Linked DNA regions of Mus musculus: regions 1, 2, 3 and 4 are each linked to region 5. Evidence: chromatin contacts called from public HiCAR-type, HiChIP or PLAC-seq and promoter capture Hi-C data. All regions are on one chromosome and are shown on one strand. Each heading gives the region's core, a stretch centred on a gene start, on an enhancer-like site or on the middle of the called end of the contact. The rest is flanking DNA. Distances are from core to core; before and after follow the strand shown. Region 1 holds the start of Zcchc10 (zinc finger, CCHC domain containing 10). Region 2 holds the start of Aff4 (AF4/FMR2 family, member 4). Region 3 holds the start of Shroom1 (shroom family member 1). Region 4 holds the start of Hspa4 (heat shock protein 4). Region 5 holds the start of Tcf7 (transcription factor 7, T cell specific).

The links. Promoter capture Hi-C pulls out the DNA fragments that hold promoters and counts their contacts. HiCAR-type assays count read pairs that join an accessible place to other places. HiChIP or PLAC-seq counts read pairs in DNA pulled down with a chosen protein or histone mark.
Region 1: a promoter capture Hi-C map of embryonic stem cells shows a contact between it and region 5, with 2.7 times the contacts expected there. The contact joins the promoter of Zcchc10 here to the promoter of Tcf7 in region 5. A contact is called at or near these places in 2 of 39 promoter capture datasets (the 3T3-L1 cell line and embryonic stem cells), 1 of 115 datasets of contacts at active chromatin or transcription factors (embryonic stem cells) and 1 of 9 other capture datasets (embryonic stem cells).
Region 2: an H3K4me3 HiChIP or PLAC-seq map of embryonic forebrain shows a contact between it and region 5, with 4 times the contacts expected there. The contact joins the promoter of Aff4 here to the promoter of Tcf7 in region 5. A contact is called at or near these places in 2 of 39 promoter capture datasets (the C10 cell line and embryonic stem cells) and 4 of 115 datasets of contacts at active chromatin or transcription factors (embryonic forebrain, embryonic hindbrain, embryonic stem cells and 1 more).
Region 3: a contact with region 5 is called in a promoter capture Hi-C map of embryonic stem cells, with 4 times the contacts expected there. The contact joins the promoter of Shroom1 here to the promoter of Tcf7 in region 5. A contact is called at or near these places in 1 of 39 promoter capture datasets (embryonic stem cells), 1 of 484 Hi-C or Micro-C datasets (embryonic stem cells) and 1 of 115 datasets of contacts at active chromatin or transcription factors (embryonic forebrain).
Region 4: a contact with region 5 is called in a HiCAR-type map of astrocytes, with 4 times the contacts expected there. The contact joins the promoter of Hspa4 here to the promoter of Tcf7 in region 5. A contact is called at or near these places in 2 of 39 promoter capture datasets (both in embryonic stem cells), 4 of 115 datasets of contacts at active chromatin or transcription factors (astrocytes, differentiating embryonic stem cells, embryonic stem cells and 1 more) and 1 of 9 other capture datasets (embryonic stem cells).

Annotation. Positions count from the first base shown.
Region 1 is chr11:53,322,346-53,327,472 of GRCm38.p6, forward strand. Zcchc10 (zinc finger, CCHC domain containing 10) reads left to right here and starts at 2,344. Exons shown (of 4, transcript NM_026479.4): 1 at 2,344-2,396; 2 at 4,924-5,082. The coding sequence starts at 2,356.
Region 2 is chr11:53,347,505-53,352,585 of GRCm38.p6, forward strand. Aff4 (AF4/FMR2 family, member 4) reads left to right here and starts at 3,263. Exons shown (of 21, transcript NM_033565.2): 1 at 3,263-3,625.
Region 3 is chr11:53,454,979-53,460,064 of GRCm38.p6, forward strand. It overlaps Shroom1 (shroom family member 1), which reads left to right and starts at 2,227. Exons shown (of 8, transcript NM_027917.3): 1 at 2,227-2,363.
Region 4 is chr11:53,297,549-53,302,789 of GRCm38.p6, forward strand. It overlaps Hspa4 (heat shock protein 4), which reads right to left and starts at 2,931. Exons shown (of 19, transcript NM_008300.3): 1 at 2,512-2,931. The coding sequence starts at 2,618.
Region 5 is chr11:52,281,684-52,286,718 of GRCm38.p6, forward strand. Tcf7 (transcription factor 7, T cell specific) reads right to left here and starts at 1,331. Exons shown (of 11, transcript NM_001313981.1): 1 at 1,245-1,331; 2 at 1,029-1,095; 3 at 439-563. The coding sequence starts at 534.

The DNA of each region.
Region 1 (5,127 bases), core at 1,094-3,593, 1.0 Mb after region 5:
ATCAGCAACTAGGCACAATGTGATTGGTGGAACAGTGCACCCTTTAAACTGATTGGTCTTTAGGGAATGAGGTGACAAGGACTTCGCTTGTCTGAAGGTGAGCAATGGTCAGTCCTGCAGAATATGTCCCCACTGGCAGGTTTGTTCCTGCCCTGTGGTCTGAGAAATGTTAATTAACCTCTCCCTTCCGGAGGGCCAGAGTTTCATGACCTTCCCAAAGTTCCTGAGCTGAGCTTTTCATTAATGGCTATTCATGGTTGTCAACTTGACTATATCTGGAATGAACTACAATCCAGAACTGGAAAGCTCACCTATGATCCTAATCTGGAGGCTGGGAGATACATGTTTCTGACTTGGCATGGAGATCTTGAGGCATAGTGGCTATGAATCCCAGAAGATTAAGTCAGGGAGATCTCTGAGTTCAAGGTCATCTGGGACAAAGCAAGTCCCAGATCCAGGCATGATGGCACACACCTTTAATTTGGGCTACACCTTCTGCTGGAGACTATATAAGAACACTGGAAGAAGGAAGATTCTATCTTCTTCACCTTCTTGCCTCGTGGGGCTGAACTACTGCTAGATCCTTGGACCAATGTTGGGGAGTTGAAGTACAGACTGTAAGTCATCAAATTCTCTTACCCATGAGTTCTGTGACTCTAGAGAACCTAATACACACATACTGGGTAAAAACTCTACCACAGAGCTACATCTCAAGGCCCCAAACTTTCACTCAGGAAATTCATCTGAAGGGGGGAAGGTTGGAAGACGGGCAGATAAGAGGGGATGGGGAGATGAGCAGGCCTGGGATGCATGACGTGAAATCCACAAAGAATCAATTAGAAGTTTTAAAAAGATTTTATCTGGGAAAACAAATGCCTGAACGCAATAAGTCAGGTATGGGCTGGAGGAGGACTAATGAAGAGTGATTTGGTTTTGTAGATATAAAAAAAAATTTTTTCAAGACAGGGTTTCTCTGTGTCGCCTTGGCTGTCCTGGAACTCACTCTGGAGACCAGGCTGGCCTCATATTTGCTATATAGCCCAGGTTGGCCTTAACCTCCTTGTCCTCCTTTCTCTACATCCTGAATCCTGATTTTAGAAACTTGTGTCATAACTTGGGAATTAGACTAGCCTGAGCTAAGTTTCTGGCCAGCCTGAAAAATTAAAGATGTTATCTTTAACAATTAAAAAAAAAAAAAAAAAAAAAGAGGGGCCTGGAGAGATGGCTCAGAGGTTAAGAGCACTGACTACTCTTCCAGAGGTCCTGAGTTCAATCCCAAGCAAACACATGGTGTTTCTGTCTGGTCCTGTCTCCCTCTCCACTCCCCTTACCCCTCCTCCTCTCTTAAGACTCAACCAAACTGAGTAGAATTCAGAGATCTGCATGCCTGTGTCTCCTGAGTGCTGGGATTAAAGGAATGTGCCACCACACCTGGAACTAAATTTCTTTACCTGAAACTTTCTCTGTACCATGCTGGCCTGGAACTCATGTCTGTACTCCCATCACTTATGATTGATTCCTTTCCAGAGCAGCCATGTTGCTGGATTAAAATTCCTCTACACAGCCGGGCAGTGGTGGCGCATGCCTTTAATCCCAGCACTTGGGAGGCAGAGGCAGGCAGATTTACAAGTTCGAGGCCAGCCTGGTCTACAGAGTGAGTTCCGGGACAGCCAGGGCAACACAGAGAAACCCTGTCTCAAAAAAAGACCAAAAAATCCTCTACGCAGATCTTTGAAAGAAAAATCAAAAACAAAAAAAAAAAAACCAAAACAAAACAAAAAACCAACCAAACAACAACAAAATCAGAATGATCCAGTCATCATGACGACACCTGTAATTTCTTGGGGTTTTTGGTGTTTTGTTTTTTGAGACAGTTTGTGTGTGCAGCCTTGGTTTTCCTGAAACTCCCTGTGTAGATGAGGCTGGCCGTGAATCCCATCAAGTGTTGGAATTAAAGATGTGGGCCATTACTTCCTGGCCTTTTTGGTTTTGTTTGGTTTGGTTTTGAGCTAGGGCCATAAGTTTTCCCAGGTTGGCCTCAAAAACATAGCAATCCTCTTGCCTCAGCCTCCAAAATCCTGGATTACAGGATTTTTTTTTTTTAGGATTTTTTGAATACTACAAAATTCCACTGCATATGTATTACAGACCCCTGGTTTGAGATCACCCTTCAAGACCCTATTCATACTGAACACACAAGCCCACATTAGAAAAGACAAACCAGCTAGTGGCCACCATTAGCCTCTTCTGAATTGAGCCCGTCTGGCCCCGCCCAGGACCGCAGAGGTTTCTAAGGACCCGCCCACCGGTGCTAGTTTCCCAAAAACCCGTGCGGCAGACTCCAGCCGCTCCAAGATGGCGACTCCCATGCATCGGCTCATAGCTCGAAGGAAAGCGTAAGTGAGATGCTTGTGGGGTGTGCAGGAGGGCTGGGGGCGTGCAGACGCCTGTCCGCTAGCTAGTGAGCGGGCGCAGGCTGCTGAACTGAGCGGGATTTGAAGAGAGTTCGAAATGAATCCAAGAATTGGTCGTTGGGTGGTCTGTGTTCCTCTGTCCGGTCCACATGTCAAGGGTAGCCTGGATGCTTGATCCCACATCTTCCCTCTCAAGATCCCAAACTTTTCCCTCTTCAGCGTACCTGCCTCCTTCCTATCGCCCTTTCTAGAAACAAGCCTGTCTGCAATGCCTATTAATTCCCCATCGACCGTTTCACTTTCTGCAGCTCTCACTGTAAATAATTATTTTAGTACAATCACTCACAGACAGTTTCTCTGAAGAAAAATGTATTCAAGCTACGCAGCTTAACAGTTTTATTGTGGAACCTGTTGATACTCTAAACAAGTACAGCTAGTGGTTTAAATAGCTTTGTAGGAGCCGGATGGTGATGGTACATCCAAGCATTCAGGAGGCAGAGGTAAGCAGATTTCAGAATTCGGGGCCAGCCTGGTCTACAGAGTGAGTTCCAGGACAGCCAAGGCTACACAGAGAAACCCTGTCTCTCTAAAAACAAAACAAAGTTAAGCTTTAAAGGGGATAAGAGGCTGTGGTGAGGAAAGGCAAAAGGCCCAGTTCAAGTCAGTTCTAGAAATTCATCTGTGAGGGGTGACATTTGAAAACAGACTAAAAGCCATAGAAAGGACTGAGTCAGCAGAGGATTTGGGGAAAGATAGGAAATGGTATATTTGCTATGAGTCTGTTAGAATTTGGGGGTGGGTTGGGCAGATTTAGAGACAGGATTTGTCTGTGTAGCCCTGGCTGTCCTGGAACTCACTCTGTAGACCAGGCTGACCTCGAACTCAAGATATCTGACTGCCTTCAGTATGCTGGGATTAAAAGCTTGTGCCACCATGCCCAGTTTGAATCTCAGTAACTATCAGTCCTGGTGGCAGATGCCTTTAATCCAAGCACTGGAGAAGCAAAATCAGGTGGAGTAGCACTGAGTCAAAGCCAGCCTGATCTAAAGAGCAAACTGCAGGCCAGCCTCAGCTGTGTAGGGAGACCCTGTCTCCGAAAAGAAAAAAAACCAACCAACTCAATAACTACCCATTCAGTGGTGTAAGCGATGTAAGGGGCGGAGACCAGTTACTTGAACATGAATTTGAGTCCAGCCTGGGCAACATAATAAGACTTCATCTTAAAACCCTCCAGTAATGTCATACCCACTCTGCATGGCTGTGTGACATGCATGTCATGTTGTATTTCTCAGACCTATCAAAAGTCATAATACGAACCTGAAAGGAAACAGTTTATACATCTAATACCTGCATTGCTTCGCACTTTGCTTTTGACCTAAGCTGTGGTTTATGAGTTTAAAACCCGAGTGTTGGGCCTGACGTTGGTGGATTGTGCTTTTGATCTAAGCACTCAGGAGGCAGAAGCAAGTGGGTCTGTGAGTTCAAGGCTAGGCCAAGCTGGGTATGGTGGCTCACACTTTTAATCCTAGTATTGTGTGGCAAGTGTCTTTAACCCACTGAGCTGTCTCACCACCACCATTTTTTATTAGTAAGTTAAAAAGAATGATAGCCAGGCACAGTGGCACATGCCAGCACTTGGGAGGCAGAGGTAGATCTATGAGTTTGAGGCCAGTATGGTCTATAGATGGAGTTCCAGGGAAAAAAATCAAAAGCAGAATCAACCAACCAAATGAACAAGCTTTTTCATTTATGTGTGAATAGGAGTAGAGGTCAGAGGACAAGTCGTTGGGGGTCAGATCTTTGGGCTTACAGCAAACACCTTATCCACCCACCCTTTTCCCAGCCTTAAAAGTGTTTTAATGGGTTAGGGGGTCTGGCTCAGTAGTAGAGCATTTGTGAAGGAGGCTCTGAGTTTGATATCTAGCATTACAACAAATAAGGACCTTCATTATCCTTTGTCTTCTGAGCTAAAAATGTTGGTCCGAATACATGATTATTGGAATGGAAAAACTTAAAAAAATTTTTTTTAAAGATTTATTTCTTTATTATATGTAAGTACATTGTAGCTGTCTTCAGACACTCCAGAAGAGGGAGTCAGATCTCGTTACGGATGGTTGTGAGCCACCATGTGGTTGCTGGGATTTGAACTCTGGACCTTCGGAAGAGCAGTCAGGTGCTCTAACCCACTGAGCCATCTCACCAGCCCAAAATTTTTGTTTTTATTATTTTGCTTTGTTGAGACAGGGTCTCTTGCTCTGTAGCTCAGGCTAACTTTAAACTCAGAGCCATCCTCCCACATTGGCCTGCAAAGTGAAAGACTATAAGCATGAAATACCGGACTGGGCTTAGAAGAGCAAGACTCAGTTCCTGTTGCGCCCCAGGTTGCACGCTTTGAACACCGTTTGTGTGCTTGCTAGAGTCAACATCACGTGATACTTTAATGCTCTTCCAGGTCAGAAAGTGTCCCAAGACAAAACTTAAGGCTTGTATTCTGTTATTTTCTTTGTAGTGAAGCCAATAAGCAACATGTAAGATGTCAGAAATGCTTGGAATTTGGACATTGGACTTATGAATGCAAAGGGAAAAGAAAGTACCTACACAGACCTTCGAGAACGGCAGAGCTGAAGAAAGCTTTAAAAGAAAAAGAAAATAGATTATTGCTGCAAAGGTAGGTTTACATGTAATATCCAGGGGAACTTATAAAAATATTTAC
Region 2 (5,081 bases), core at 2,013-4,512, 1.1 Mb after region 5:
ACCCATATCTGGGGCATCTCAGGAACCAATCTAGGATCAGATTAACTAAATGAAACAAAGTTCCTTAGAAACATTTTAAACAAATGTATCTCTAGAAACTGTTGCCATTATACATGCCATTGACAAATCGCTTAAAGCTGGGCATAGTGGGGTGCGAATTCAATCTCAGCAGTCAGGAGGTAGAGACCGAAAGGTTAGGTGTGGTAATACCTGGACTCAAGACTACACATGAGGGCTGGTGAGATGGCTCAGTGGGTAAGAGCACCCGACTGCTCTTCTGAAGGTCCAGAGTTCAAATCCCAGCAACCACATGGTGGCTCACAACCATCTGTAACAAGATCTGACGCCCTCTTCTGGAGTGTCTGAAGACAGCTACAGTGTACTTACATATAATAAATAAATAAATCTTTAAAAAAAAAAAAAAAAAACTACACATGACTATACGCGACTATTTCAAACAAACAAAAACCGTTTTTAATGAATCACTAACTTGACTGAACTGATATCTTGAAAACCTCTTTTCTGGGGGAGGAGGTTAAGGTGTCTCTAGTGTCCTAAATTGGCTTTGAACTTACTCTGCACCTGAAGATGACCTTAAACTCCTGACCCTTTGCTTCCACATCTGAGTGCTAAGATTATAGGCATGCAATGTCACACTTGTTTTTGCCACGTTGGGATGGAATACATGACTTTGATAAAAGGCAAGCACTCTTCTCCCAGCTTTCCCACTATGCCTCCTCCCAGACTCCACAAGCCTATGGTAATTTAGAGGAGCCATTACAAGCCCTGCATACTGAACATGGAGCTGCAAGAGTGGACATTAGCCCTGCTGCAATGTGGTTTTGCTTTGGTCTGATCTTTTCTGGCTGTTTTCCTGTTCCCCACTTCTGGAATGTGAATGCTTTCTCCACACCATTGTTTAATGGAAGAACATAACTTGTTTTTCATTTTACAGGAGCATCTAGGAAGACTGACCCAAGTCTCAGATCTTTGAACAAAGTTAGAACTGTTAAGTCAAGCAAAAGGGTGCATATCTGTAATCCCAGCACAGGAATGCAAAGGCAGGAGAACCAGAAATTCAAGTCTGCTATGTAGTGAGTTCTAGGCTCTCCTGAGGCTGTCTCCCAAGTGTTGGGACTAAAGGAGGGTACCATCACACCATGCTGTGTTAATTTTTATTGTTAACTTGATTAGATTAAGAAATAAATGCCTGGGGCATTTTTTGAGGTATTTTGGGTGTGTCTCTGCCTTGTGTTTCCAGAGATGATTAACTGAGGAACAAGAACCATCCTGAATGTAGCCGGCACCATCTCATGGGCTTGGGTACCAGAGTGAATAAAACGAGGAAAATGAGACAGTAGCTGAGTCCCAGCTTTTATCTCTCTCCCTCCTGATCTGCCCAGATGTGAACAACTGCATTAGGCTCTAGCTACCATATCGTCCCTGGCCAACACAGAAGATTGTACTGTCTCAAATAGCAAGCCAGTCATCCCTCATCAAGTTGCTTCATCACAGCAACAAGAAAAGTAACTATGGGAAGGCAGTGGTCGTGCACGTCTTTAATCCCAGCACTAGGGAGGCAGAGGCAGGCAGATCTCCAAATTGGAGGCCAGCCAGATGAACACAGAACTCTGCCTCCCCAAAGTAATAACTAGCCCTTTCCCATGCCTCCCCCCCCCTTTTTTTTTAGTTTGAAACAGGACTTTGTTAAATTACTTAAGTTGGCTTCAAACTTGCTATACAGTTTAGGAATATTTGCTGAATTTGCAATCCTCCTTCCCCAAGCTGCAGAGTAGCTGAGATTACATCCATGTGTCTCCATCCTCAGTTTGGGCCCCTGTTGTAGCATTCAAGTGGCTGTCTATATGTGAGTGTGATGTGTGAATGTACCTGTTAAGGAAAGATATATATGTGTGCTACAGGGATAGAATTTAGGTCACCAAGATTGTGGGCAAGTGCCTTTAAGCCACTGAACTATCTCACCACCACCAGTATTTTTCATAAGGAAGTAGAAAAGATGGCCAGGCACACTGATACACTTCTTTAATCCCAGCACTTAGGAAGCAGAGGTAGAGGCAGGCAGATCTCTGAGCACCAAGCCTGCCTGTTTTACAAAGTGAGATCCAGGGCAACCAGGGCTACACAGAGGAAACCCTATGTAAAACTTAAGATTTATTTAGTGTTTTTCTTTTTGAGACAGGCTCTCACTATATATCCTTGACCTGCCCAGTGTTGGATATGTATATCAGCCTCACAGAAATCTTCCTCCCTCTGCCTCCAGAGTGGTGGGATTAAAGGTGTGCGCCAGACCATACCTCGATAGTGGTTTTGAGACATGGCTTAGAACTCGTGTGTAGTTGAGTGGATTTCCAAACTGTGAAATTACAAACTACAAATAACGAGTGAAGTGTTTCAAGATGTTAGAGGTGGAGAATCTGCATGAGGTACCATCAAATAAAGAAAGCAGATAAGAGACATGGGACACCAATGACAGGATTGTATGTTTTTCAGATGTAGAGGAAGAGGACACTTTTCTTGCGCTACTATTACTGGATTCTAGGAAACCTTAAAACTTTGTCTAATTACTGATTCCAATTAAATTATGGCTTGTCTGGACTAGCAGGATGTTAAGAGCGATGGTGTTTGTGTGTGTGTGTGTGTGTCGCCGTGTGTTGTTTTGACAGGGTTTTCTTAGTAGCTCAGATTGGCCTTGAATCCACTAAGTAGCCCACAGAGGCTGATATTTATTTATTTACTTATTTATTTATTTATTTATTTATTTTTTTAAGACGATGCAGGGCCGGCTTATCCTCCCACAGTAAGTCACACGCAGCAGTGGACGACGTCGCTGCGGACCTCCACGTCATCCTTCCCTCTCTACTCCTGCGGTGCGCTGCGGGACACGGGCGGCAGGGCCTGGGCCTTCACCTGCACCCCAAAACCGGTCGGCCGGGCTGCGCCCCGCCCCGCGGCGCCTCCCTAGCGGGCTGCGCAGGAGGGCGTGTGCCCCGGGCCGGGTTCTGTCCCCGGGTCTGACGCTGGTGCGGCCCCGCGGAACCTGCTGCGACCCGCGCTTCGCATCCCCGCTCCCCAGCCCCGGGCCCAGGCGCCCCCGCACGTCAGCCCGCGCGTCAGCCCCGCCGACGCCGCCTCCAGAGCAGCAGCAGGGCCGCAGCCCCCGCGCTGCCTGCGGGAGGGGCGCGGCCTGGTCACGTGACGCTCGCAGCAGCCCGGCCCTGGTCACATGGGCCGCGGCCACTGCGTCAGTCCCAGTCCCGGCTGCGGGAGTCGAGTCGTCGCCGCCGCCGCCGCCACCGCCGCCCCCAGCGGACGGGGCGGGGATCTTGGTGCCAGGGCCCCGTCAGCCCGCCCCCGCCTCAGTCACCCGTCCGGGGCTCGGCCGGGCCGTCATGGAGCGGGGCGGAACCCTGGCGTCCGCGGTGTGAGGTGCGCCGCCTCGGCTCCCCGTGGCCTCCGGATCGGCCGCTGCCCCTCGCCCCAGGCAGCCGGTCGCCGCCTCCTGGGCGGGCCCGAATGCGCGTCCGGTGAAGGTGCAGGCCGGGCGCCGCCGCCGCCGCAGCCGCGGTCGGGAAATGGTTCGGGCCTAGCGGAGCGGGGACTGGAGGTGAGAAGCCGCCTGACTGCCTGCCTGACTGACTGACTGACGTCTGAGGCGCGGCCGCGCCGCGGGGAAGGCGAGGCTCCGGCCGCTGACGCTGGCGGAGACCCGCGGGGCGGGGGGCCCCTGGATCCGGCTTCGCCCTACGTTTTCTCGTCCCACTTTCTCTCCGAAATCAATTTCAAACAAGAAAAATCATTTTTTTTTTCTTTAAAGGCCAAGCCGTTCCCATCCGACATTCCAGACGCCCATCATCTGGCCGTTTCTTCTTTTTTTCCTCCCCCCCCCCCCCCGTTGTCCCTTCCTCCATTCCTCCCTTTGATTCGGTCGGCGGATTTATCCTTTGAAAAATTTTTCCTTCGTCTGACTCAAGTCATTCCTAGTTAAAGAGAAAATAGGCCCAGATTCTGGCTATCATTTCTCAACTAGTTCTCGCCTTCCTTCTCGCGATCCTGCGCACCTCCCCCCACCCCCACTCTCCCACCTCCCCTCCACCGAAAGAAAAAAAAAAGGGGGGGAGGCTGGGGGGGTGTTAATTTCCGTCCTTGATGGTCGATGGGGTTTGAGTGGAAAAATGGGAACCTGGGTTGGAATAGGAGAAACCCTCCTTCCCGCTCGGAACCGGCCTGGTACCTGGCGATCGCCATGGCCGGGCTTTGGGTATTGATGTTTAGGCCTCCCCAGCTGCCTGTGCGCAGGGTTAATCTCGTAATTGACGTCAGTGCTTTGTTCCTTCCACTTTGCTGTTGCTTCCCACTCTCTGAGAACGGATCATGGGGTACAGGAGCCCAGGGTGTTTGTGGGGTCTCCTTATTAGGCTTTTCATTCACAGATGACACCTTTATGGGGAGTCGAGAGCCCTGATCTGAAAATGGTTGTGAGTGAAGTTCGAACCAAGAGTTCGATTCAGGGTTCTCCGAGTTTCGTCAGTTGCAAGTCAGAATTCTGGTTTTTCTTCCCCGCTGAGGTTTTAAACTGAAGCTAGCCTCCTTTCCAGTGCCGGAATCTAAGCCCTAGGTGCCCGTGAATAGGCTGTTTGTGTGACATTTAAAATGTGTGCTTTTTGTGGAGCCGAGGTGGTGGTGGGGGGAGGTTCAAAGCTTAAAGCTTTGTTTCCATGTTGATTCTCCGAAGCTTTATAAACTCTTTTGTTTGGATGGTCCTTTTAACTTATCAGTATTGAAATGTTTATGAGATTCTTTTTAATTCGAGATTTGATGAGAAGCTGATGTGGACCAAGAGGAAGCCTAGACTCTGTCGTCTTTGGTCACATATGCGTAAAGAAGTGTTGGCAAGTGGCCACTTGGTTTTTAACAAAGCTGGCTTCTTCAACTTCTTCAGGTTTATGTTCCTTATTGTCACTAACTTTCGCAGCCCTCAGTCTCCAAACAAAAAGTCTCAAAAAGTTGTTTTTTAAAAAGTTATTTTCAAAAAGTTGCCTTTCATGATGAACTTCCTGAAA
Region 3 (5,086 bases), core at 977-3,476, 1.2 Mb after region 5:
CTCAGGGGGAGGAAAGTGTTCTGACTCCACCTGCCACTGTGCTCTCTGTTGTCCTTCTTCCCAAAGCCTGTGAGTACCCATTCATAGGCACTGACAGACAAAACTCCATCCGGGAGTCTGGGCTGCCAGGTCCTGGGCCTAGAGAGCCTGAGGTCTCTATTTTCCGAGGTCTTCTAGGGATAGAGGAGACAGCCAAGGAGCCTGACTCCTGAGACACCTCCCACCCCACCCCGTTCCACTTTTCTTCTGTGAAAAGGAGAAGCCGACCCCAAGACCTAGAAGCTGGCCTACCAATGCCAGTTAGATGTTGGTGCTGCCAGGAGCTGAACTGACATTCACAGGAGGCCTCACAAACCACTGCACAAGGCACACACGGAACATTCTGTACCAGTGAGGATCAGGACACAACCAGGACTGTCATCAGATCGGACACACACAAAACATAAACACAGTCCACAGAATGGGCAAATGATTCCATCTGGGATACTGAGTGACTTTTCTCAAACCGTTGCTTTTGCAACTAGTTTCTCTCTCCCTCTCACCAACCCCCTCCCTCTGCCTGTCTCTGTCTCTGTCTCTGTCTCTGACTCTGTCTCTGTCTCTGTCTCTGTCTCTGTCTCTTTCATTTGTATATGGTAGACTGGAGAGACAACTGAATGGTTAGGAACACTTGCTATCCCAATAGAGGATCTAGGTTTGGTTCCCAGCTTCCATGTGGCAGCTGTCTGAAACTCTAGATTCAGGCCAGCCTAGGCTATGTAAGGAGACTTACATAAAAATGAGAATCTAGATGTCTCTCCTCTTCTGTGGCTCTGTGCTTTCTGAGACTTGGGCAAGTTCTCCAGAGTCCTCAAATGGACAGACTTTTACAGAGTTGGAGTCACAGAGCTTGCTGACCATGAGACGAATGGGCAGTGGGGCAGTGGGCAAAGTGCTTGCCACTCAAACATGAGGAGCTGAGCTTGGGTCTGCAGTAGCTAAGGGAAAAGCTAGGTGCCACAGCTTACATTGTTACCCAGTGCAGGGGACATGTGGTGTGTGTGTGTGTGTGTGTGTGTGTGTGTGTGTGTGTGTGTGTGTGTGTGTAGGCAGACTCATGGAGTTGGCTGGCCAGCTAGTCTAGCCAAATTGATGACTTCTGTGTGAGACCTTGTTTCAAAAAATAAGGTGTAGAAATGATAGAATAAAATACCCAATAGTATCTGGGCAGTGTTGGCGCACACCTTTGATCCCAACACTTGGGAGGCAGAGACAGGCGGATTTCTGAGTTTGAGGCCAGCCTGGTCTACAAAGTAAGTTCCAGGATAGCCAGGGCTATACAGAGAAACCCTGTCTTGAAAAATCAAAAACGGAAAAAAAAAAAAAAAAGAAAAAGAAAAGAAAAGACCCAATCTCGAGAGGTACACATGCATACACCACACACACAGAGAATGAGGACCAGGTGGCACCGGTCATCTGAGCTGAAAAAAAGACTCCAGCACTCAGGATGTACAGACGGGAGTTTAGGAGTTCAAAGTCTTTACCAAAAGGTGAAGACCCCACTCCTAGTAGCAGATTCGAGCACATAAGTTCAGGGCTCCGTTCGGTGTGGGTCTGGTGGAGGGAGCTATGGGAAGCGAGGAGACAAAGACAGGAGAGGAGAGCCTGTGGAAAGAGTCCAGTAGGTGGCATGGTTTTGGAAATGTGGGTCTGAAGAGCAGAGTTGATCAGGTAGCCAGCCATCTAAAGCACACTCAGAGGGAGAGAGAGCATGAGGCAGGAACTCCAGGCACATCTGTTTTCATCGTGGAGTTTAAGAGAACCGGCCGGGAGAGATGGTCCAGTGGATAAATGTTCATGTCACCAAACCAGATCTTCACAGTTGGAATCTAGTACTCCACAGGGTGGAAGAAAAGTACCGACTTCTCCACAAGGGAGCTTCCCCCATTACTTACTTCCCAAATTATTAAGTAAATAAATAAATGTAATTTTTTTAAAGGTTAAAAGAAGAAGAAGAAAGGAAGGTGAGCCTTTGTTGCCTCCGGGAGGGTTTGACCTCCGCACTGAGGAGCCTGCTGGTCCATAAGTCTTGCCTGCGGATCCGGCAGTGCTTGGAGGATTTCGATCGCCCTCCGGCTCGAGTTCTCTGCGGTGGTTAGAGGTCCAGGGCCGGGGACTAGGGCCACGTACAGAATCGCAAGAGGAAGGGGCGCGGCTCCCGCAGCCCTGCCGCCACTCCAGACTCCGGCCCCTCCTCGGCCGGAGGTGGCGCCTCCCCTGCTGCGGCCGGAGACTGGAGGTGGCGTCGGGAGCTGGAGCCCAGGGCTCGGATGTCACTGAGGGATCGCCGGCGCCCTGAAGTGCGTCTCGGGCTGGAGCCACAGGTACGCAGCGGGACCGGGTGAGGGGACACACAGCGCGTGGTCCACAGATCTGCTTCCCAAAAGGGAGACAAGGACGGGAGGGTCGGGGCGGCGACAGCGGTGGCCGCGAAGCAGCCTGACTGACCGTCATTCTGTCTGGACCTTCCGACCCGGAGTCCAGACCGGCCGCGCCAGTGGAATCGGGCCCCTGCGCACCTTTACTCTCGGCCAGGCCTGGCAGGGGACAGAGCTGTCCAGGTGGCCCAGCTGTTGCAGGGACGCAATGTACACAGTGGCGTCCGTCTCAGGACCCTCTGTTCTTGAGCTTCGATTGCTGGAGAATCCGGGTCCCTCCCAATCCCCCGATCTTCCCGGACCGTGAACCCCACTGAAAAGGCCTAGAAATGCACTGATCAGAGGCCACCCGCTCTCCTAGTGTTCCAAGCGCCTCTTTCCTCACCTCTTTGTGTGGTTCTGCTGCCCCTTGTGGTCCCCAGGGCTTAGCTTTTGCCCTGGGGTATGTGCTGTACCCATGGCAGTGACCATCTTTACCTAGGTGTCATTCACCCTCTGCTTTTTCTACACCTCCTGGAACCTGCGTCTCACAGAGTCTGCCCAAGACCAGCAGAGACTGTATAACCAGCTACTATGTTGTAAAATAGATGTCTCACAGGGGTGCAATGTCACCCATAGCTTTGGAGACTAGAAAAGAGAACCAAGGAGTTTGCCTGAAAGCTCACCCATCAGACCTAGCCTGGAATGCTAGGATTTAAGATCTGAGCATTGAACCCTGAACCTCTGACTCTAAGGAGAGTCAGGGAGTGCAGTTAACAGCCCTCCAGGTACTGAGGGAAGGCTGGAGGCAAGGAAAGGCCTGCACAGGTCCTCACAGGAAGACAGATGGGAGGTGGCCCTTGAGAGGACTGTTTCATTCCCGATTAGCTCGGAGCTTGACTTTTCTCCAGTGCCTCTCCTGTTCCCTGACCTGGACTTACATGTGTTGCCTTGGTCTGGTTTTGCCCACTGAAAATTGTCTTTATCAAATTTCCCAACAAACCTTGCCTGAAGTCCCACGTCTGGTTGCTTGCCTGGGTCCACCTTCACTCGAGATTCAGCCCCCAGTGCCAGCTTCATCCTTCAGGTCTGGTGTTTCCACCCTCAAGAGCCCTAGTTCTGAGCCCCGAGCCCCCTTATTCCTTTGTCAGGTAACAAGTACCTTCCTCCACAGCCAGGATCCCAGCCTATTTTTCTAGCAGACTCTACTGCAATCCCCGCTCCGGGGACAAATGTCAAAATTCTGTGTTGTTTGTCCTGAGGCTCCAAGGCCCTGGTGGCACAGCAAGCCCTACAAAGGGCACAATATGGGAATCCTGCATGGACAGAGACCCCATGTAATAGCACCCCTTAGATAAGTTAGGGGCAATAAGAAAACAGATATATGTACGTGTTTAATGGCTCATTATAAATTGGCGTTTTCATTAATGACTTTAATGTGTGTGTGTGTTAGTATAAGCATGAGTGTCACAGCGTGTTATGGACATCAGAGGGGAACTTTCAGGAGTCCATTGTCACCTTCCACATGGTGAATGTCTTAGTTAGGGTTTTACTGCTGTGAACAGACACCGTGACCAAGGCAACTCTTATAAGGACAACATTTAATTGGGGCTGGGTTACAGGTTCAGAGGTTCTGTCCATTATCACCAAGGCAGGAACATGGCAGCATCCAGGCAGGCATGGTGAAGGAGGAGCTGAGAGTTCTACATCTTCACTTGAAGGCTGCTAGCAGAATACTGACTCCCAGGCAGCTAGGCTGAGGGTCTTATTGCCCACACCCACAGTGACACGCCCACTCCAACAAGGCCACACCTACACCAGCAGGGCCACACCTACTCCAGCAGGGCCATGCCTACTCTTCTGATAGCCACTCCCTGGGCCAAGCATATTCACAATGCGTCAAGGTCTCTCTTGTTTCCGCTGCTAGGAAGTATATTTGAGGTATCTGGTCCTCAAGCTTCCAGCTGACTCTCTTGTTTCTACCTCCCATCTCACTGTAGGTAGGCTGAGATTACTGATGTGACGACAGCATCTGACTTTTGAAAAGCATGTATTCTATTTTATGTCAATCACATACAATAGCCTTCGGAGGGTGTTGGATCATTTGGAACTAGAGTCGCACGCAGTTGGTTATGAGCTGTGTGGATGCTGGGAACCAAAGTTAGGTGCATGGTAAGAGTAGTCAGTGCTCTTAACTGCTGGGCCATCGTAGGTCCAGCCCCTGAATCTGACTTCGTATATGGATCCTGGAGATCATACTCAAGTTGTCGGGCCTGTGCAGTGGACAGCCCTGCCCAGTGAGTCACCTTTCTGTCTCTTAAGCTGTTTTTGCTTTTAAGGTTTATTTTTATGTTTTTTAAAAAAATTTTTATGTGTATGGGTGTGTTTTGCCTTCATGTATGTGTGTACCACGCGCATGTCAAGTGCCCTTGGAAGACAGAAGAAGGCATGGGATCCCCTGGAACTCAAGTTACAGATATTTGTCAGATGGGGATTGACAGATGTGGATGCTGGGGAGCCAGATTTGGGTCCCATGCAAAAGCAGCAAGTTCGGATTCTGTTTGTTTGCTTGTTTGATTTTTGAGACAGGCCTTGGCTGGAACTTGCTATGTGGACCAGGCTGACCTCAAATTCATAGAACTCCTCCTGCCCCTGTTCTCCAAGTGCTGGGATTAAAAGTGTGTACCATC
Region 4 (5,241 bases), core at 1,681-4,180, 1.0 Mb after region 5:
TCTTTACAGAATTAGGTAGAACTGAGAGTGTTAGAATACAAATGAGGTGCATCTCCCTGTCACAGTCAAACCAGAGACCCACACCTTTACACTTTCACCTTGGAAGAAACCTACAACACAGGCTCTGCATACTTTTAAATCTATTCTTCCACAACCTGAAAAGACTCTGAACTTTCTGCTCTGATATTTAAGGCCACACCTCCAACATAGAAATCTGTTAATCAAATGCATAGTTCAGAGTATTTAAATGAAGCCAGACACAGTAGCACACCTGTGATGCCAGCACTCAGGAGGCTGCAGTTCTGTAGTTCCCTCAAAAGCTAGCCTAAGAGTCAGGCCTTGTCATATAAAAAAAAAAATACAGTCGGGTGTGGTGGTGCACACCTTTACTCCCAGCAGTGTCTTGCACTGAGTTCTAGAGCAGCCACAGCTATGTAGCCTGTCTTTAAAAAAAAATAAAATACATAGGAAAACTAAGGCAAAGGAAGTATGCATGCAGTGTGCACAATCACAGGATTAATGACCTATTCAGTCCTTATGCAAATTTAACTGCCAGCAGAAAACAACTCCTAAAGTTTCAAATAATGAAACTCATGGCAAACTGCCACAGCTGCCATCTAAGAGAGGAGCAGGTTCAGGCAATCTAAAGGAAGGCTAGGTAGGAGCAGTGTTTCCCAAGCCTCAGGCTTCTGCAGGTCAAGGCTCTGCCCAAAGAGCCAAATCTTCAGCTCAGACTGTTGAAATTTCTTGGAAAGATGATCTTCCCAAAAGTGAGGAACCAGCAGCATCATTACCAAATACGAAATTAGTGCTAAAATGACTAGAAGCAAAAATGTTTAACTTTTCAAATGCCAGTACAAGATACCTCTGTACAAATACTACTCATACTGCCAGGTGTGGTGGCCCACGCCTTTAGTCCCAGCACTCGGGAGGCAGAGGCAGGCGAATTTCTGAGTTCGAGGCCAGCCTGGTCTACAGAGTTAGTTCCAGGACAGCCAGGGCTACACAGAGAAACCCTGTCTCAAAAAAAAGAAACAAACAAACAAAGACTACTCATAATACCTAGCTTAAAAAGGACAAATGGGAAGAGAGCTTGGTACTGGGGTGGGAAGGGACGTTGAAAACTGACTCTGATAATGGTACCAGAGCTCTGTGGCACCAAACTCGAGAATTGGGTGCCAGGCAATAGCTTACTTGGTAGAGTGCTTGTTTTGTATGCATGAAGCCCTGGCTTCAAGCCCCCACTGTACAGCAAACTGGGTGTTGTGCCTGCACACCTGTACACTTGGGAGATGAAGGGAGGAGGATTAAGAGTCATTCCCAGACACAAAGTTATTTCAAAACAGTCTGGGAGACAGGAAACTGGCCTCAGAAGGTTGGTTAAAAACAAGATAAAAACAATGATCTGGGACTGTGAACCCAAAAACAACAGAGCTTCTTCCAAAGTTTACCTAAAGGAATTCAGTAGATTAACATCTTTTTTAAGACAAAGCTTTCTTTTCTGCGTAGCCCTGCCTATCCTGAAATGGTCTCTATGAACCAGGCTGGCCTCGAACTCACTGCAGCCTGCCTCTGCCTCCCTGCGAGAGCTGGGATTAAAGGCCTGTGCCACCAGCGCCAGATAAATAAAATTTTAACGCACCTGTAATACCAGATTCTAGCAGACAGAAGCAGAATGAAAATTTTAGGTCATCCTGGGCTAAATGTGGGGGAAAAAATCCTACATATATCTAAAAAGTAGACTCCCTTTTACTCCAGCAAGCTCTGAGTGAGTCTTTTTTTTTTTTTTTTTTTTTTTTGCAGATTTGTCTATACTGGTCCCATAACTTCATGTAAGTTCTAGAAGTCAAACAGAGCCCTTGAGTCATGCATTAACAATTGTGGCAACCTTCCGGCTGGAATTCATTAGCATGAAAAACTAACGCTGTTAAGGAATAGGTGAGCAGCCTGGGTAAGGAATGACCCAACCTAACTCAATATCCAAAAACGAATGAAGGGAGTTAAAACGCTATCAAGAAAAGCATGGACTTTATTCAGGGCCTGCCGTGGGTACTCAGACTCCACATCTTCCGGGCGCCACCCCGCCCCCACTCACGTGGGACTCAGAGCGCTTCCCAGTCCCGAGGCCACAATCTTGCAAGTTAACTTTTATTAAATGCTCGCCGTGGGCCGAGTTTGAACCTCTATTGGATTCGACGAGCTCAGCAAGCCCTGGACCTCGTTTCAGACCGAACCACCCAAACCCTCCCCCCCCCCAAAAAAGGAGGTGAGAGCGGTCGGTCCATCCCACGGTCTCAGGCCCGCCTTCTCTTTCAGTTCCTGCTCCTGCCCTCCGCCGATCAGAGTACCGGCTCAAAGCCTTCGTTTGGCCCGCGCGAAAGGGCCTCGTGCCTGGCGCAGGCCCAGGATCCGAAGCAGGTGGCAGCCGCGGGCGACCCGGCACTCGGCGGGGGTCTCCTGCGGACCCTCGCCCGGAAAGCGAGGCGACCCCGCCAGCCAAGCCCCACTTACGGCGTGCAGCGGTCGCTATACTCGTTAGCGATCGTCTCGATGCCGCCGGCGCGGGCCACAGCGACATAGCAGCTCTGAAAGCCCAGGTCTATGCCCACCACCGACATGGCGCCGGCTACTGCTCCGGCTCGGGCCCAGGGCCGGCCGCCGACACTGCACACGGAACCCGGCGGGGTTGGCGCGTGGAAGAGGGCGAGCCGCGTGGGCCGGTGGAGCGCCGCGGCTGGGCGGGCGAAGCCGGACGACCGTCCGCTAGGAGGCTTGGGGCTTGGAGAAAGACGGGGGCCTCTACCGCTCGGGCCGCGGCTCCGGCTCCACGGCCGCAGAGGAGGCGCCGGTCGCGGAGGCGGAGAAGATCTCGAAGGCTCTCGTTGCAACAGGAGCAAGGTTGCAGCGCGAGAACTGCGCTGAAACGAAACGTTCTCGCGAGACCCCGGCTCAGACGCTTTTCCTCCCAAGGCTCCTCCCGTCTGACGAAGTCTGGCGTCACGTCCTGGCACAGGAACCGTGAAAGGAAGTGGGGGGACGGAAGCGGTCCGACGCGAAGTGGGCCACTGAGCCTGCGCGGAGAAGCCCCCCACAATCCTCCCTGAGCTGCAGGGCGCCTCCCATCCAGAAGTCAGGCGAGCGGGAGTGAGACAGTTCTTCGGGGAGCTGCATTGAACCCACTTCCGCCGTGCTCGTCACCGCGGAGGGACTTCCGGCAGTGACTTTGCAGGCTCTCTGCAGGGTTTTTTTTTTTTTTTTTAAGGCCCCACAGTGAACTCGAGTTAATCCTGCTAAGGGCGCTAAGGGTTTCAGCTCGGCTCTACGTAAAACTCAGTATTAAAACCAAGCGCTAACTAAAAGAATCCGAAGCCACGCTTCCACCTACTTTTAACCACTCACTTCCCGTGATCAGACGAGGGACCTTTCAGTCCTAGGTGTTTTCCCTGAGCTGGACACAAGGGTCCAAATCACATGCTCCGTGGAGTGGGAGGTCTAAGACCAGTGTCACGTTTATGTGAATGCTAACACATTATTATATAGAGTAGGTGGGGAGGGGACAGAATGTCCTGCAGGACAGTCCTCAAGGATGACCTTGAAATTCGGAAGCTCTTTTCTCCTTAGTGCTGGGACCCACTTACAGCCATGCCCCCACCCTGCGTTAAACTAAAGAATCTGAAACTATAGTGACCACTACGTTAGCCAGTTGCGGAAAGCTGGAGGGGAACCAGCTTCAACGCGTTTCTGATTATTACCAACCCAGAGTGCAGGAGGAAGATCCTAAGTTTCCCGGTTTCTGGCTGTTTTGTGGCTGAGGATATAGAGTACAGTGCTAGAACACTTGCAGGCTCAGGGCCTTGGACTGGATCCCCAACACCACAAAACTGAAAGGATTTTTAAATTTCACTTATTTGTCACCTCTTGTTCATAGGTGCCTAACGGTGTCCAACACAGTAAACCGTGCGGGAGAGATGGCTCCACAGTTAATACGTGCTGTGAAACCATACAGACTGGGGTTTGAATCCCAATCTCGATCTGTCATCGAGAACCTAGCAGGACAAAGACAAGAGGTTAACTGGAGGGGCTCCCTGACTAGCAGCCTAGTCCAAAAACTAGAGCTCCAGTTTCAGAGAGAGACCCTGCCTCCAAAAACTACATCAGAGAGCAACAGGGGATATCTGTTCTCCCTCAAGCCTCTGTGCAGCACATGGCCGCCCTCACAGAACATGGCCGCCCTCACAGCACTTCTACACGTGGATGCACGCGCGCACACACACTCTGGATTATCACCATCAGGAGAGAGCAAAGAGTTTCTAGTCAAAGGTAATAAGTGAGGGTTAATAGCCTAAAGCCCCCAGCACCTGAGAAACTCCCTTCGGGTACTTAGGAGTAGAAAAGCTCCAGACCAGGGATCAACATGTCAGACTCCTGGCATAGATGCCAACATAGTAAGGACTCCACCAAAATGTATGTGCATGGGAAAGCACAAAGTAGGTCGGCAGAAATATCTTCCCACCCAAAAGTTTCCTCTGCTGCCCTATAAAATCCCAAGCCCAGAGCCCTGACACAGTCTCCACATCCAAGGAGGAAACATCTATCCTTCAGCTGTTCTGATTTAGACGTGGTAATGATCCTGTGAGAGGTTGGTCTTCCCTTTTACTTCCACATCACCTTGATCAATCCTGATCTAACAATGAGAGTTATAGGCATAAAATAGTGGCAACTCGGAAGACGTTCCACAAAAGAAAAAGGCCGTGATAGAGGGGAAAACTAGCAATACATTACTTAGTATTTAGTAAGGTTTGAACAGGAAAGGGTTTTGGGGGTTTTTTGTTTTGTTTTGTTTTGTTTTACTTATATGAGCACACTGTAGCTGTTTTCAGGCATACCAAAAGAGAGCATAAGATCCTATCACAGATTGTTGTGAGCCATCATGTGGTTGTTGGGAATTGAACTCAAGACCTTTGGAGGAGTAGCCAGTGCTCTTAACCGCTGAACCATCTCTCCAGCTCCTTGTTTGTTTGTTTTTTTTTTAAAGATGTATTTATTTTATGTCTATGAGTACACCATTGTTCTCTTCATACACACCAGAAGAGGGCATCCGATCCCATTATAGATAGTTGTGAGCCACCATGTGGTTGCTGGGAATTGAACTCAGGACCTCTGAAAGAGCAGTCAGTGCTCTTAACTGCTGAGCTTGCATTTATCAATTTATCTATGTGCCATGGTATAAATGTAGAGATC
Region 5 (5,035 bases), core at 81-2,580:
ACTTATACACGGCAGTCAGGACACAGTGGAACTGGGCAACGGAAAAGATTAGGTCTCTTACCCAGTCTTCTCACACCCGAGTTCCCTCGCTTCTCTGAAGGAAAAAAAAAAAAGCTAACCACAGAGCTCTAGCTCAGAGCATGCACATCACGCTAGGGAATGGCATGGGCTCAGCTCAAAAACGTTTTCAACCCCACCGTGGGCCAACACAGGCACCTGCTTGAGCAAGTTGGGAAGACAAAGGTCAAAAGCAAGTGAGAAAGACTGGAGCCGGGGCGCTCCTTCAGAGATCTCCTTTTGGGTCAGACTCCTCTGGATGTTAACTGGGCAAGAGCATCTAGGAATTGGGCAGAGAAGTCCTTTTTTGTCCAAGCATCACCTGTGTGGTCAAGTAGGTAGCCAGCCCCATTACAGGGCCTGACTGCTTCGGTCACTTACCAGCGGGGGTTGAGGCTGCGGATGCTGCCCTGCTCCGGAGGCCGGTGGGTAGGGCATGAGCAGATTGAAGGCAGAGTAGACAGTCTCTTTGTACATGCCACTGGCACACTCCGGGGCCTTCAGGCCTGGAAAAACCACAGCTGGGTCAGACACCAGCCCAGCCAGCTGCTCCTAAGGACTGAAGGCTGTCTGCTCCGGAGGGGGGTTAAAAAAAAAAAAAAAACCCTGCCAAGGGGTCCCCTTCAAGTTCGTGACTTGACAGGGAACAGCGACCTCCGAACGGGTGGAAATATCCGCAAAGGCAAGTTTTTGAGGAAAGACCCCCGAGTCCAGACCTCCACTTCGCGACCGGGACTTGACTCCCTACCCCACCCTCCTGCTTGGGAACCTTAGCCAAGGCTTGCTCCTCAAGGCAAAGGATTAGTCAGTCACCTGGGCTGGAGGGGAGGCGGAGATGGCGGGGGTCTGTTTACTCCTATAAAGGTCAGGGCACCGGAAGTGACTCCAGCTCAGCGGCGCCCGGGAAACCCGCCCCCCACACCCCCACCCCCGGTTCTAGCGCCTTCTTCCCCAGCCGCGCAAAAACTCACCGTCCTCTAGGGACTCTGGAAGTTTGTCCGGGAAAAGTCTCTGCGAAGTGTGCTCCCGTCCCAGGGCCTGCAGAGCGAAGCAGAGGGGCCATGAGGAGCGGAGGGAACAGGAGGGGCTCCAGAGATGGGACCCACGAGGACCGTGGCGCGGGGGGGCGGGTCCGCACGCTACCAACTCGGGACGAGGTCCTCCGGGGAGGAGCGGGCCGGGCTCACCTCGGGCGCTCCCTCGGCTTCTCCATGTACTCGGACGCCGGGACCCGGGACCCCGGCGCCTGCGGCCGCGCCTTCGGACTCATTCACCAGTGAGGACTTGAGCTCTGCCAGGTCCCGCTCCGGGCCCACAGCGCTGTCGCGATTCTTATCGTCCTGTTCCTCGCCTTCGTCTTGGAAGGCCAGCAGCTCGTCGGGCGCGCCGAGGTCGTCGCCTGCGCCCGCGCCGCCCCCGCCCGAGTCCAGCTGCGGCATGGTGCGCTGCGCCCGCCGGGGCGCCGGGTGCGGGGCGCGGAGCCGGCCGGGAAGGCGGCGAGCCCAGGGTGCGGGGCTCCGAGCCCGGAGCGCGGCGGGCGGAGCGCACGCTGACTCCGCCTGAGCGGCCAGTGGGCGCGGGGCGAGGGCGCGGGGCACAGCAGCTTTGGGAGCCGGCGGGTCGGAACATCAAAGGCACCGCGGGCAGCGAGCCGGGGGCGGGGCGGGCGCCGGGGCGGGGCCGCGGTGGGAGGGGCTAACGTCCCAGGCCCCGCCCTCCCCTCCCTGGAGAGACCGGGACAGGCCCACTGGGAATAATCTTAAAGGGCTCGCTCTCCAGCTATTCTCTAACCTGAAATCCATTACTAAACTCTGGAACTCCATTTCCTTAACTATCATACAGCCACAACTTGCGTCCAAGTTGCGGAGAAGGTGGTTCCTTAGACCGGTGGAACCTGTGGATGACTTGGAACCTTGGTGTGAACAGCGTCCTTTGCTCAATCTGGAGGCTTCTTACGTCCCCGGGATACTAGATGGACCCTGACACACACACACACACACACACACACACACACACACACACAAACACCTGCCCTTTTGATCATCCCTGTGCCGATTAGGGACCTTATTCCAGACAGCCTGCTTACATAGACACAAGCATTAGCGCCTCACACATTTATTGAGCTCCTGCCTGTTGTTGCATGTGCAAATCAAACACTATAAATATATGACATGTGGTGGCTCGAGGCGAGGAAGGATCGTGGCCACTCACGTGGTTTCTCCAGCCCGCTATGACTTTTTCAACTAAGTTCGACGCTTAGAACCTGCTGTCCAGGAACTGAGACTTCCGGCGGCCACATGGGTCACGAAATTCTCTCTTGGGGTCTTTAGGCAGCTGCTCAGTCTGGGAAGTTGCATCCGGAGCCCATTGACTCAGACGCTAGTTAAGGCCGCGTCTTCAGTGGCATCTCCTTGGCACCCAGCATCGAATTCACCACGACCGATCACTGTTTCTGTAAGACACTAGGCCCTTTGGATAGCCATGCAGTAAACTGAAGGTCGCACACCTCCGCCTCAAGAACGTTTCGGTGTTGGAGTCAATGTAGACCTCTTCCACCTCTTGGGAAAGCAGTTGAAACAACAGTGGGTAATTTGTGAAGGAGGACACTGGCCGCCTCTCCGACTCCCGGCCCCACAGGACCCCTGGCAGCGGCGCAAAGCCGGCCGGAAGACAGCCGCACCGCCCCTCCCGGTCCAGGCCCAGCCTGCCTGGCGGAGGATCAAAGAGACCAGGCCTTGCTTCTCAGCGCTCAGATCCTATCAGCGCCCTGCCAGCGGGGCTTCTGAGTCCTCCAGCTCCCAGCCGGGATGCCCGTTTCACCTCCTTCTCAGCGATGGGGGGCTTGGCCATTAATGCTGAGCTTGGCAATAGAGATGCGGTGCAGAACCCGCCCTTGGCACCTCTAAAGTCCTTCTTCCGCAGGTGCCAGTTTGCTACTGATTTTGACCCCATCTTCTCTAGATTCGGGGGCAGGGCAGGGGCTCCAATGGAAAGCCTACAGGAGAAGAAGGGCCCAGGGGCGAGGCCTCCCCCTACGACCTCAGCTCCGAGGTTGTCCCGGCTAACTTTGGGGTGAGCACTTCTCTGAGAAAATTGCACAGAAATTGAGATCATCCTAAGCCAAAGCGCAGCAGATCCTCCTGTGTTTATAAACGACTCCAACTTTGGCAATGTCGCTTCCATGATAGTTGGCAGACCATGAAGTTTCAACTGACACAGGTCATTGGGGGTCGAATTTCTGAAGAAAAGTCAGGGCTGGGGAGGTGTGATTCTGCCCTCCAGGGTAATTTTTTTCCCCAGCTTGGTATTGCCCTTTTATCAAAGAACAAGGCCTTTCGGCTTTATTGGTGCAGAAGTAGCCTATCCTCAAATGTTAGTGAATATATATATATATATATATACCTTTATTTGGCAAGAGAAAATATTTTTTTTTCCTGATTTGTTAGCTTTCCCACCTTTGGATGGTTTCTTTGGATGACTTTATAGAGCTGTGAAAACCCCCCTTCCTGGGATCCACTGCCCTGGGGCATCCTGGCTCCAAGCCTCACCCCCTGAGGATGAGCAGTGAGGGGGAGGCAAGAGGGGAGAAAAGGAGCTTGTGGATAGGGAGGGCGGGGGTGGCATAGATGGAGTCTCTGCCTCCGCTTCCACACTGAGCATAGTGTAAAGGCTCGCTGCGTAGCAGCTGATGTAAACTCCCACAAGATGGTAGAACAGGAAGGAGCGCAGGCACAGGAGGTCGAGAGACCCGGAATGGGCTGAGAGGCCTAGGGGTGGGGAGTGGGAGAGAGGTGGAGGTGAGATTCATCTGGTGTGGAAAACCCCCAGGGTTTGGAGAGCTAACCCAGTCTGGGCTACATAGTGAGATCCTATCTGAAGAAAAATAAAAATAAATAAATAGATAGAAGCAGCAGCAGAAGCCTAGCCAGCACCAGTTCTGTAACCATCACCGGAGAGATGATGACCTCATACACTAGGCGATTACAGCCTGCCAGCATCCATCGGAGCTTCACACACATCACCTAATTTAATCGTTACTAAACTCTGAGATATGGGGACAATTGTCCCCATTTTACTAATGAGGAAACTGAAGCTCAGAGAGGTTGTTTGAGTCACCCAAGGTGTCACAGCTTCAAAATGAGGGTGCTGAGCTGAGCTTCCAGCTCCTGGTGGTCAGTCCCCAGACCCAACACCTAACTGCCATGCTCATATCCCAGTCCGACCCCTGAGACGCTGAGAGGCTTCTCCGACCCATATCAAGGCAGGGTTTCCCTGTGCGGCCCTGACTCTCCTGGAAGTCATTTTTCTCTAGACCATGTTGGCCTCATCCTTAGATCTGCCTACCTCTGCTTCCTGAGTGCTGGAAAGGGACTTATCTGCTGTGTGACACATGCAGACATACTGAGGAACTAGCTATCAGTAATAAAAATTACTAAACCTGGTTTTGAAGGGTGATTATTCTTTCACGGAGGGGCTATGGAGGACTAGAGGGCTGGGGGCGTGGCTCAGTTGACAGAATGCTTACCCAGCGTGTGTGAAGCACTGGGCTTGATCCCACATAAACTGAGAATGGCGGCTCATACACACCACCCTCTCAGTTCTAGTTCTCAGCAGATACAGGCAGGAGGCCCAGACGTTCACGGTCAGCCCTGGGCTCACTACAGAGGATCCGGTCTCAGAGCGGTGACAGATCTTTCAGAATGATGTGTTCCAGTGGCCAAGCCCTTTGGTGGCTACTCCCCTGGAAGTTCCCAGAGAGTTGGAGGACCAGACCAGTTGTTAGGGAGAGCCAAGTCTTCTGTGGCTCGAGACACAGGTGGTAGGCCTATTGTTATGCAAATGAGCCCGGTGAACTTGCCGGTCCTCCCTAGGCTGGCATAAAAGGAACCCTCCAGGCTCTGCAGTTGGAGGAAGGAAGCTCCAGAGGTTTTCCCCCCATGGGACCTAGGGCAGGTCACTGGCCTCAGCTCCAGCATCC